Linked DNA regions of Mus musculus: region 2 is linked to region 1. Evidence: chromatin contacts called from public Hi-C data. All regions are on one chromosome and are shown on one strand. Each heading gives the region's core, a stretch centred on a gene start, on an enhancer-like site or on the middle of the called end of the contact. The rest is flanking DNA. Distances are from core to core; before and after follow the strand shown. Region 1 has its middle 35 kb from the start of Cadps2. Region 2 overlaps Slc13a1 (solute carrier family 13 (sodium/sulfate symporters), member 1).

What was found. Hi-C and Micro-C count contacts between places; a contact is called where the count stands out from the background.
Region 2: a Hi-C map of cerebellar granule neurons shows a contact between it and region 1, with 2.9 times the contacts expected there. The contact joins two enhancer-like sites. A contact is called at or near these places in 5 of 484 Hi-C or Micro-C datasets (brain, cerebellar granule neurons and cerebellum).

Annotation. Positions count from the first base shown.
Region 1 is chr6:23,871,361-23,877,011 of GRCm38.p6, reverse strand. No RefSeq gene overlaps it. Among named protein-coding and RNA genes, the nearest start is that of Cadps2, 35 kb to the right of the region's middle. Within about 2 kb of position 2,936, at least 5 of the 459 cell types and tissues checked have an H3K27ac peak or open chromatin away from gene starts, as enhancers often do. A contact at or near this core is called in cerebellar granule neurons and cerebellum, where this site is marked.
Region 2 is chr6:24,097,927-24,103,577 of GRCm38.p6, reverse strand. It overlaps Slc13a1 (solute carrier family 13 (sodium/sulfate symporters), member 1), which reads left to right. Exons shown (of 15, transcript NM_019481.2): 10 at 64-165; 11 at 3,226-3,332. Among named protein-coding and RNA genes, the nearest start is that of Slc13a1, 67 kb to the left of the region's middle. Within about 2 kb of position 2,102, at least 2 of the 459 cell types and tissues checked have an H3K27ac peak or open chromatin away from gene starts, as enhancers often do. A contact at or near this core is called in cerebellar granule neurons and cerebellum, where this site is marked.

The sequences.
Region 1 (5,651 bases), core at 1,687-4,186:
CTAGTTTCTTTAACAGCAAAGGGAAGTGGAAACCATTTCTGTAATTGCAATGCAAACCCTTACACAGAAGCCAGCTGAACTGGAATGAAGGTTATGCCTGGCTTTCAGTTAATGAGGTTTCTCAATCAATCAGCAATAGTTCCTGAGTGCCTGTTGGAGCAGTGCTCTAACCTAGGTAAATTCTAGTGTTGTTGTTTGTTTGTTTATTTGATTTTTTTTTATATAGAATAAGCAATGCCTAGGGAGAATTTGGGAAATGGGGGGAAACGAGGTTGTCTTAAGAGACGAACTTTGAAATTGATGCATAAACAATCAGTAAGCAAATTTGCCTAGGAGATTGGATGGCTTTCCTGGCTAATTGTAACTGAATTGAATGAAACAGCCATGTATTTAAAGAAAGAGTGTGTTAATGAATAGAAAAGTGAGTTTTAAGGGGTAATGAAGTGAAATGCAGGCAGCAAGAGGGAAATTCTGACAAGAAAGTCCAATGCAAATTAGCCATGAAAATGTTTCAACTCTACAGACAAACAAAAACCGGACCCTTAATTTTCCCCATTGAACATCTGAGAGGAGACCACTCCCTTCTGTTTTCTTAAAGCATTCCCTTCAATGATAACAAATTTCTAATCCTCTTTCGGTCAATCCTTTTAAGAATTAAATAAGCCCCTTGTCAGCTTAATGGCCCCCCAATGAAAAGCAATCACCAGGGAAGATGGTGATCGAGATCACATCTGTGGAAGGGTATTAGTTCACTGTAGGTAGAGGATGGTGACACCGACTTACAAAGGTATCCTGTGAGAAAACTGAGAGCTTCACTTCCCTCTGATAAGACCAATTAGCTAGCACCAATAGTCACCTCAATTCATAGGTGAAATGAAGTGCTGAGTCTTCCTGGAGAGGATTTACTAGCCTTGAGAGCCTCTATAGACACTTTATCTACTTGGCTGTAGAAACATCTTTTGTCTTTGCACTCTCATCAGCACAGTGCCTTTGATGCACATTTCCTTCCTTTTAATGTTTTGTCAACAACTATTTTCTTTCTCTTCTACATATGATATGGGAACACTGGGTGTCTTTGAGAACAATGAGGCTTTCCTGGGATCTTGGTGAGCTGAGCTTAATGGGGTCCTCTCAAGCCATATAACTTGGAGAAATTATTTATTTCTACACACCTGTGTTCTTGGTCTCCTGCCTCTCCTGGGAGGAAGCTGGTCAGATTTAGCAGAGAACAAGCTCTTAACTGAATGGCTGGCCCCTCCAGGTGGGCTGACTTGTCTCTTAGGATGTGATTATCAGTTAGCCAGAAGTTTTCCTTGCAGGATATCAGGCCTGACACACCAGGAGACGTGGATAAGATCTAATAAACACCTAACAGTTCATTAAGCAGGCCTATGAGCTTGAGTCAGAACTCACAAGACCATCCCCTTTGTTTCTGATACATGAGAATTAAATGTTTTTCCAGTGTTGGAAGACTCAAATCTGGGGCCTCAAAGTCATTAATGCTTTAGTTAACTCTCACCTTTCTGGGGCACCATAATGGAGACCTTATGGAGAAAGTTGTCATCTGCATAGGGTTACACAGAAAGTTGTCATCTGGGAGATCTTGAACCCGAGGATGACAGAATTTGGTCCAAATCTTCCAATGTTTGCCCAAATAGGTGAGTCTAACCATAAGCCCTCAGAGCAATATTAGGCAAGTCAACTGAGTAACCACATCTGAAAGGGATTAGGAATCAGGGTGCAGAGGAACGCAATAGAAAGTATCTTTTAAGTTGTGAAGCCAGCACAACTTTAGTACCTGCAGAAATTTAAGTCAGTAAGGTACATGAATTGGAGACTACAGGACATATAGGACTATAGGGAACACAATCTTACATCAATGGAACAAGTCCTACTCTCCATTCCCTGCTGGGCTTCTGAACTTCTAGTGTAGGGGCACTGCAGGCTACATTGCAGAAGTTTTAGGATTTTCCTTAGACTGATTCTGACATAGCAATGGGAGAGAGAAGGCAAAAACAGAAGCAAGGGAACCCAGGTATGGTGGGTTTAGGCAAACAGTAGAAAACAAGCAGCCAAAGGTCTCCAGTCTACTCCTGCTGCAGCTGTTGCAGCTTCCTCCCCTCCAGCAGGGCCTTGTCTAGCTAGCACCAGACAACTTTATTGCTCCATCCCAGGTGGGATCTATACTTCTCTCAGACTCTTCCCTGGGTCCCAAAATATTCCCGTGGACCCTACAAATTTCTTAAAAGTGCTAGATCTCTTTGGAAATTTGCTAGCACTGGCTTTTCTAGCTAGCCATAAACTCAATGTCCTATAGAGCAGGCACACTCCTAGCTCCTGGCCTCGTAAGCAGCTGGAAGAGAAAACAGAAGGAGTTGTGTTCAGATCTCCCAAAGAAATCTGCCTTGTTCAAATGTGACCTGTTACCAAGCGAAAGGGAGGCTCAAAGGAGAAAGGAGGCTGAAGATGCTCATTCCTCCTGCTTGCAGGCAAGGATTATAGCAAATGGAGGATGAAAAAGTTGGAATAGCAAGAGTCTGCTGGTCTCTATACTCATCTGCATTTGATTCCCTGGCCTGAAGTAGCAACGTGATCTGGGAACAGTAGACCCTTTCTTGGCTCTAGGTGAGTTTAGCTTGGGGTTGCTGGGGTCCCAGAAAATCCCATGTCTACCAAACCCACCCTAAGTCTTAGGCTTTTTGGATTCCCTTCTCTCAATTTCGAAAAATGAAATTCACAGAGCACAGAGGTTGTGTTTTACAAAGAAGCACATTAGAAATTCATCACTGGGAGTGAAAGAGAAAAGCAAAAGACAGAGTTCCTGTTTAGCGAAAACAAATCCCTAGAACTGGGATTCATTGAGGGCTTCAGAGTTAATCAGGATTTACTGGGTAGAGGCACCAAGGGGAGATAAACTGGTTGGTCCAGTTGGCCCATGCACAGGAGTCCATATGCCTCTCAGTTTCAGCGGCATCCCCAGGCTTCCCTTCTGGCACCCTGATCTCAGGCCAGAGTGAACCCAAAAGCCGTTTTGGCTTAAATAGTTCTGACATCTCTGGCCTTTAAGAAGGAGGGAACTGCCAACATGGCCAAGACACTTAAAGCATCAGCCAAGGAAAACATGTTCATTTGGGGGTCTGCTATCCTAAATTGCATAGCCAATGTCTATGCCGTATTCTCCTTACTTTTATTGGGAGCATTAAGAAGAGACTTAGCTTCTCATGCTTCCAAAACACAACTCCTTGCTTACTTCAAACTCCTGATCATTAAGAGTCTTCTCTAAATTAGCCATATCCAATGCGTTAATTAGGCGTATATTTTTTATTTGTATTTATTGATTTTGGTGGTATCTTTAAGGATCAGTCTCAAATCTAATGGCTGCAAAGATTAATGTTTCTATATTCTGTGAGAAGCCTTTCTTTTTATTTCTTTGAGACAGAGTCTCATCATGCAGCCTTGGCTCATTTCAGCTATGATATGTAGAAAGGGCTGGTTTCAAATGCACAGAAATCTTCCTGGCCCTGCTTTTTGGGCGCTTGGATTAAAGGCACATGTTTCTGTTGTGCCAGGGAAATGTTAGTCATCCCCCAAAACACTGACAGGAGCCAATGTGATGCAACTCATAGCAGAGCCTTTATTCTAGTTGAGCTAGCTCAGCCCCCTCACCCCCAACGCCCAATGAAGGATGGTTTTGGTGGTGGGAGAGCCCCCTGAATGTTTATTGGGGCAAGGCTTTATAGTAAGCAACAAGCAGGGAATACGTGTACAAGCATCTAATTGGAAAGCTATTGTGGCCTTTAACATTATCGGCTGATGATGGGAATCATATCATGAACATAATTTCTGTTCCCATCTGTATTGGAGGTTGTTAGACAGGGGGTGCGCTTGTAACCTGGGGATGCAGGTTTGCAGGGGGAATAACCTGGAGACACTGATCTTGTTGAGGGTATAACCTGGAAAAGCTGGTCTTGTTGGGGATTAGCCTAGAGATTGGAGCTAAGCTCAGGTTTTATTGGGAGGCAACTTGGAAACTAGTTCTAGGTACCAGCCTGTTAGTTTACCTGAGTTCAAGCTTAGATTAGGCTCTCTAAAATGGAGACCTCACACCTGGCTTCTAAGACTATAGCTAAGTTACACCCATACACACATATTTACAATGGCTTAAGGAGAAGGTGGACTATACAATAGACTAAAATAGGAACTATGGCAAGGGCACGAAGCCCTTGACACTGGCTTCTAAGATTAAGTGAATCTTAGGTAGAGCCCTTGTTGATTCCCAGTTGTTAACAATGAATTCTATCCCAGGTAGTTACTGTTAGACCTTCAGTGTTTGCATTCCTCTGTTTTATGTAAGATTCTGGTTAACTCATTTGTACCGTACAAATATGTCACCCAACTTCCTTATTGTCTTCTGCATAAAAAGTCTGATGCTCGATTTGAAAAATACATTCAGATTCCACACGACCTCTCCTGTGTACGTCTGTCTGTCAATTCATCCTACGCTTTGTCCACCCTCGACTACAGACCTGTTCCACTCAGACAAAGGGGCCCAGAGGGTCTGCATCTTATTTCCATACCCTGCTTCTATGGGAAATCTTAATCAATAGCTACAGTACTTGAGAGAAGATCCATGAAACTGGAATTTAGATTCCCAACATCCACAAAACAAACCACATGTCCCTGTAAAAACCAACCATTCTAACTCTGAGGAATCTAAACCCCTCTTTTGAAATCCATGTATGAAAAAAAAAATATCAGCACATACAGGTAGGCTTACACTCAAACAGACATTTACATACACATAAATAAAATAGATCTTAAAAATCAGCTAACCAGCCTTCTCTTGTGAATTCCTGTACATTTGAATATTGGCCTGCAAAATTCTTTCAAATCAAGAATTGGTAAGTGTTAAAAATTAAATGATGTTTAAGAAGAAGAGATGGTTTGGTGGGAAATAGCATTTGTTACTCTCTAAAGGACTCCACTGTTGTTTCCAGCACCCACAGGATTGCTCTCATCCATAGGTAACTCCAGTTACAGGGAAGCTGACACCCTCTTCTGACCTCTGCAGGCACTGTATTCATGCAGTCTCTGGAAATATCTACAGGCAAAAGTGCAAATATATAATATAAAATAACTATTTATAAAAAACAAATAATGTTTGTTCAGGTCTTGATCTGCCTTTAAATTAAAGAAGTGTAAGAGCTGGGGGCCTTCACATTTTAGAATTCCTCAAGGGAGAAAGAAACATTTTCTAAGACTTAATGCTCTCATCCTAGCTGGATAGACAGTACATGAAGAACATCTATTTATATTAATCTTAGCATTACTTTGCCCATGCAAACACAGTATGAACAGAACATAGAACTTTGAATTGTGTTTTCTTTTGCTATATATCTTTGTTCATATCCTCTGGAGACAGAAGAACCTGGCACCCCTTCAAAGGTGCCTCATACTCCTTGAAGTCAGCCAGAATCAACCTGGCTACAACTTTTTGAGTTCTGAAGTTTGTTTGTTTGTTTATTTATTTATTTATCTATTTATCTATTTATTTGGACCATAGACTATTTTATTTCTTCATCTTTCAGTTGTTTATATTCTAAGAAGTTCTTCAGTCTGTGAATTCTTGGTATTGAGATTAAGTTGAAGTT
Region 2 (5,651 bases), core at 853-3,352, 230 kb before region 1:
CAATAGCCCAGTTTTCTCAAAATTTTGAAAACTAAGAAACGACAGCAGCGGTTTCTTCCACAGGTATCAAGAAATCGTGACCTTGGTGATCTTCATTGTAATGGCCTTGCTCTGGTTCAGTCGGGACCCAGGCTTTGTCACTGGTTGGTCGGTCCTGTTTTCAGAGTGAGTATTCGTATGGAGGTCTTCGAGCCCTCTCTGTTCCACCTTGTGTCCCTCTAAATACTTCCTGCAGCCTTGAGAAACTGCACGAGATGCTTGATTCATTTCTTTAAAAAAATATTTTTACGGAGGTTTTTAAGGAGATGACGTTAAGAATCAAAAAGGATAGCCATCACGCCCTGCATAAAGATCAGGATCCGCTGTACCTGGGGGCTTTTCCCTTCAGACAAAGTTAGACATTCAGCTGCACCAACTAAGCTGGCTAGGACCACAGTGTGAGAGTCACACAGGCTGTGTTCCTGAACCTTCTGTTTGTTCTGGGCAAGCCTCGCTTCCATTACCTGGAAGATGGAAATTACACTAGAATATAGAATACTGGGTCTTTTTTCCTAGGAAAGGTGGTAAATAAATCTTTAGTGTGTGAAATATATAGTATGCGGTGTCTTCTTAATCTGACATATATTGACTCACACTCTGTGATTTTTTCCACTTTTATGTCTCCCGAAGATTGTTTATTGGGCTCAAGTTTTATTTATTTATTTTTTTCTTTCCATCACATGCATTTTTCAGTAGTTTCCTACAGAATTAACGCTACCACCATTTCATAGATACAGCTGAGCTGACTAAGTGGTAAGATGAGTTTGAAGTGAAGGCTGGAAGGCAGAGGTAAGGCTCCAGCAGGCGTTACTGAGTCATGTGAAATTTGTAGTACATCCTGTGTGTTAATAAAATTTAGTTTTGAGATTTGTGTCCTCAGTCTATTTTTGATGGATATGCTCTGTTTTTTTTTATTAGATATTTTCTTTATTTACATTTCAAATGTTATCCCCTTTCCTAGTTTCCCCTCCGAAAATCCCCTATCACCTCCCCCGAACCCCAAAACCCAGAAGATTTTCATCTTGGCCTTACTGTCTTACCCCAGCAAGAATCCACACAGTTTGGGAGCAAAAAAATCAAAGCTGTTTGAGTCAGATGTATTCTGGCCTCATGGAAGAGAGAGACAAAAACCTTCCCCTAGCCTGACTACTCTGTTTTCACAGAGCCTTGCCAATAGCTAAGGTTCGAGGGATGAATTCAAACGTCTTATGCCTTCCTTGCCTCAAGCAACGCATGAGGTGGACGCTTTAAAGGACAGCTTGAGTCTCTGGATTCCGTTAGGCAAAGAAGTTCTCATTTTGAGGCTTCCAAAACAAAAGCACCATCTATTTATGTAAAAGAGGCTATTGTTTAAAACAACGTTAGCACTTTATGTTTTTTTCTAATAGGATTTAGAGCAAAATAGAAACAAAACAAAAAAAAATAACTTCGCTTCTCTTTAAAATCTAACCTCTACTATTATAAATACTGCCCCCAGTAGTAATGTGTTGAGAACTGGATGGAATCTGACAATAGCTGATAAAAATTAGGAGGCAGTCCCAATAGGATCTTCAGTACATCAGCATCGAATGTTTCTTCCTTGTGGAGGATAATATAGTCCAGGATATGTTTTGTTTGTATTGAGAAAGCAGGGTTTGCTATGAGCAGGTGCCTCTAATATCAGCTAGCTTTGTGAGACAGCGGTAGGAAAGGGGAAGGAGCTTGAAAGAGGACAGATTTGAAGATATAAATGAAACAATCACAAGCAAATAAAATTTGTATAAGCTCGATAATTTATAGTGGTGAGATAACCCAATCCATAATGAATCAAATCTCCAAATAGTGAGACAATTATAATTTAAAATGTGTTATGAAAAATGTTTGTTTAACATTTATACCTTTATCTATCCTGTAAAATATGTGTGTAGTATGTGCAAGTTTTAGGCAGTTACAATTTCTAAAGCTGGTATGATATATTAAGATTTATTGCTACCACCTAATGTTTTCATTCCATCTGTTTGAACCTGGACTGATTTCAATATGTCTTTTCATATAAAACAAAATCCAGTTACATGACACCTGGCCCAGCTTGGCAAAAACTCAGCCAAAAAATGTAACTAAAATAGAACAATAACGAAACAATATAGTTACAGGAAGTGGTGAGGTTTTTTTAGAAATAATTATGCCATTGTAGGGTTTTAGTCATCAAGACAAGAAAGTAAGCCATATTTAAGATAAATTTAAAAAAACATATATCATACTGAGAAACATAATATACTTCCTTGATTATTTAGATTTTGTACACATAAACTATAAGAATATAGGTAGTTTCGCGGCAAATAAGATATGATAGAAAAACAAGCCTTATGATGTCCGTGTTTCTTCAGGCTACAAAGATGCACGTAGTTGATACTGCTGACTTCTAAAGCTGTATTCTAATTACTTGTGTCTGTTTCATTTGTATAATCTCCAGGTGCCTCTTAACTGCTGAGGCTTCCGGGAACCTGTCCTTTTGCTAGAATGGTCTAGCGGTTCTCAGCCCCATCTGTTCCTGAATTACTCTTAATTTGTACAGAGATCATTTGTGAGCATCTCATAAGCCATTCTGATAATTAATCTCCTCAAGTTTATAGAGGGAAAAGCAGCCAATGTGTTGCTCTTGCTTTCCTTTGTGTGTATATCTAGGACCCTCGACAGGAGCAGGTGTTTCATCCTAGAAACCAGATCAAGTTTCTTTCACAGTTTGTAGAGGAGTTTGAGGGGACACTAGCAACAGCAGGTCACGCTAGATTCAATAGAAGGACATTATAAATCAATTACATGGGGCTTTGCCAAACTCCAGCGACTGTTTCAAGCTCAAGTATCTGACACTGTAATAAAAAGCAAGATCTCAAAGAGGAAATTGGTTAACAAATCTGAAAGTCGACCTGAAAAAAACATTGCTCTCTTGGTCTGATAAAGTAGCCTCCAAATAGGTGGTACTGATAATCTGAGAAATGTATTAAATTGTTAAGCATGCATTCTGAAATGCATTCTTGGTCTTTGCAAGTTACTTCACTTTACTGGAAAGGTGTATGTTTTATGATTGCCCAGAGTAAATGACCTGTATTATCACTTCTACTTATTATTAACATAACTAATTGATACCTTAGCTCACATAGGTTCTTAGTGCCATCTTTAATGTACACATTTGTTTATATTTTTCAGGTACCCGGGTTATGTTACAGATTCAACGGTTGCTTTAGTAGCAGGAATCCTTTTCTTTCTAATTCCAGCTAAGAAAGTGACAAAAATGACATCTGCAGGAGAAATTAGTTGAGTATCATTTTGAACACTGAATTTATAGAAGACCTTTAAGAAATCAAAATTCTACCAGCTTCAGTTGGCAAATAGTATTAAAAATGGCCAAAACCCTTATCATAGCATATCCCACTTACACCCGAGTTCCTCACTCAGCTGGAGTTTGCCTCCACCTACAGGAAGACTCACTAGAGTTTACTTGAAGGAAAAGTATATTTCCTTTAATACCCAGGTTCCAGGTCTTCTATGACAAATACCACCTCCCAAGATCAGAATATTAACTAACAAGTAAATAAGAGTTTATCAATTACTTCTTTATGATGCTACCTCCGTCATAAGTTCTGAGAATCTAGAAAAGAGTGAATTTTATGAGAGAGGTTGCTTCCAGTTTCACAGAACTCCTTGGAGAAAAGAAAACAACCCCCATGTGGAATTAACCTGTGGTCACAACTGGAAAAGTTATTCAGTAGGCGCACTTACGTAGTCTGTTTACAACCCATGGACAGAGAAGTGCACACATCAGCAGAAGCTGACATGAACTCCAATCGTGTCTATGCTTTGTATTAACTTTGATTTTCAGTAGTTATATTCCTAAATTACACACGTAGGTCAGATGGGTTATAATAGTTTGGAAACACAGTTGATTGGGGTTTTTTGTTTGTCTTTTTTTTTTTTTTTTCTGAAGTGAGACTGTGAGTTCTGTAGTTGGGTTGGTACCTCTTAAGTCATCTTTAAATGATGAATTTTTCAGATTTGCAGACTTGATTTAAATGAGTAGCATACTGCAGAAATAAAATAGTTCCATTCTTCGTAAGATTAGAATATATCGATGTGTATTATGCAGCTATAGAATTCTATAGCAATGGTTCCTTTGAGCCCACTAGAACAGTGGATTTCAACTTGTGGGATGTGACCGCTTTGGGGGTTGAGTGGCCCTTTCACAGGAGACACATATCAGATATCCTGCATATCAGTATGTCCATTGCTATCCATAACAGTAGCAAAATGAATTACAGTTATGAAATTGCAACAAAAATATTTTTATGGTTGGATGTCACCACAACATGCAACTGTATTAAAGGGTTGTAGTATTAGGAAGGTTGAGAACCACTGAACTAGAATCTATAGCCACTCTACTTAATGCCCAGTGATGGCAAGTGTTGATGAAGAAGCAGTTTGCTTTAGCCTCCTTGGTTCTTACCTCTTAACACACATGATCTTAGTCTACTCAACAGACTTGGGAGCCTATTTTCAGTCATCAGTTAAAAGTTTGCTTTAGATCTGGTAAAAAGAGAAACATAAGGGAGGCTTAATAGTGTTCTTATGACATCACTGTGTAGAGAGAACACATATTACATACAAATGTCTAAAGAAAATAATGTGCTCCTAAGTTAACTTATTCATCAAGTTGATGGATGTATATGAGGAAAAGTCTTTATGCTGATTGCTTCATGAGCATGAACATTCTTGAAAACGATATTTCAACATTCGATTTTGAATTTTGAATAATCCTTAAACCAGAATCTTGATTCTCTTTATGATTAAAAAATCGGCTTTAGTGAATGATTAAAATTCCACACTGATACTATTGAGGAAATAGGGTATTATCAACATTTGATATAAGAAAGAAAGGTGCATGTGTTAGTTTCATGTTGGTTGCTGACATACATAGCCTGAAAACAGAACACCATAAAGGATGGAAGTACTATTGGGCTTACAATTCTGGAGTACAGTCCACCATTGGGTGATACCAAGGACGGAACTTTAGTCACATCACATCCATTGTTAAGAGCCATAATAAGCAAATGTATTCATGATTTTGAAGCTTTCTCTACTCTTATAAAATCCAGGGCTCATCACATGAAATGGTATGACCCATAGTTTCCTGGGTCTTCCCACATCAAATAACAGTCAAGACAGTCCCCACAGACATACCTAAGGCCAAGCCAATCAAGAAAACCCATCATTGAGTCTCCCTTCTCATGTGATTCTAAATTGTATCAAATTGACTGAGTCCAGTACACTGACCAATAGTACAAGTAGAAAGATGAGCCAAGGAATAAATGGCATTACTAATGACAATATAATAACAACTTATGTAAACATATTTCAAATATTATCTGAACAATTTGTCTATGTCACTTTAAAAATATTTATTATAGGTGTTGTTTTAATTTTATGTATATGAGTGTTTATATATATATACTATTTGGATCCCTTATGCCTGTAGAGACCAGAAGAGGTGATCAGATCTCTTAGAACTGGAGTTATAACAGTTGTGAGCCACCACCTAAGTGCTGAAAATTGAGCCCAGTTCCTCTAGAGAAGCAGCC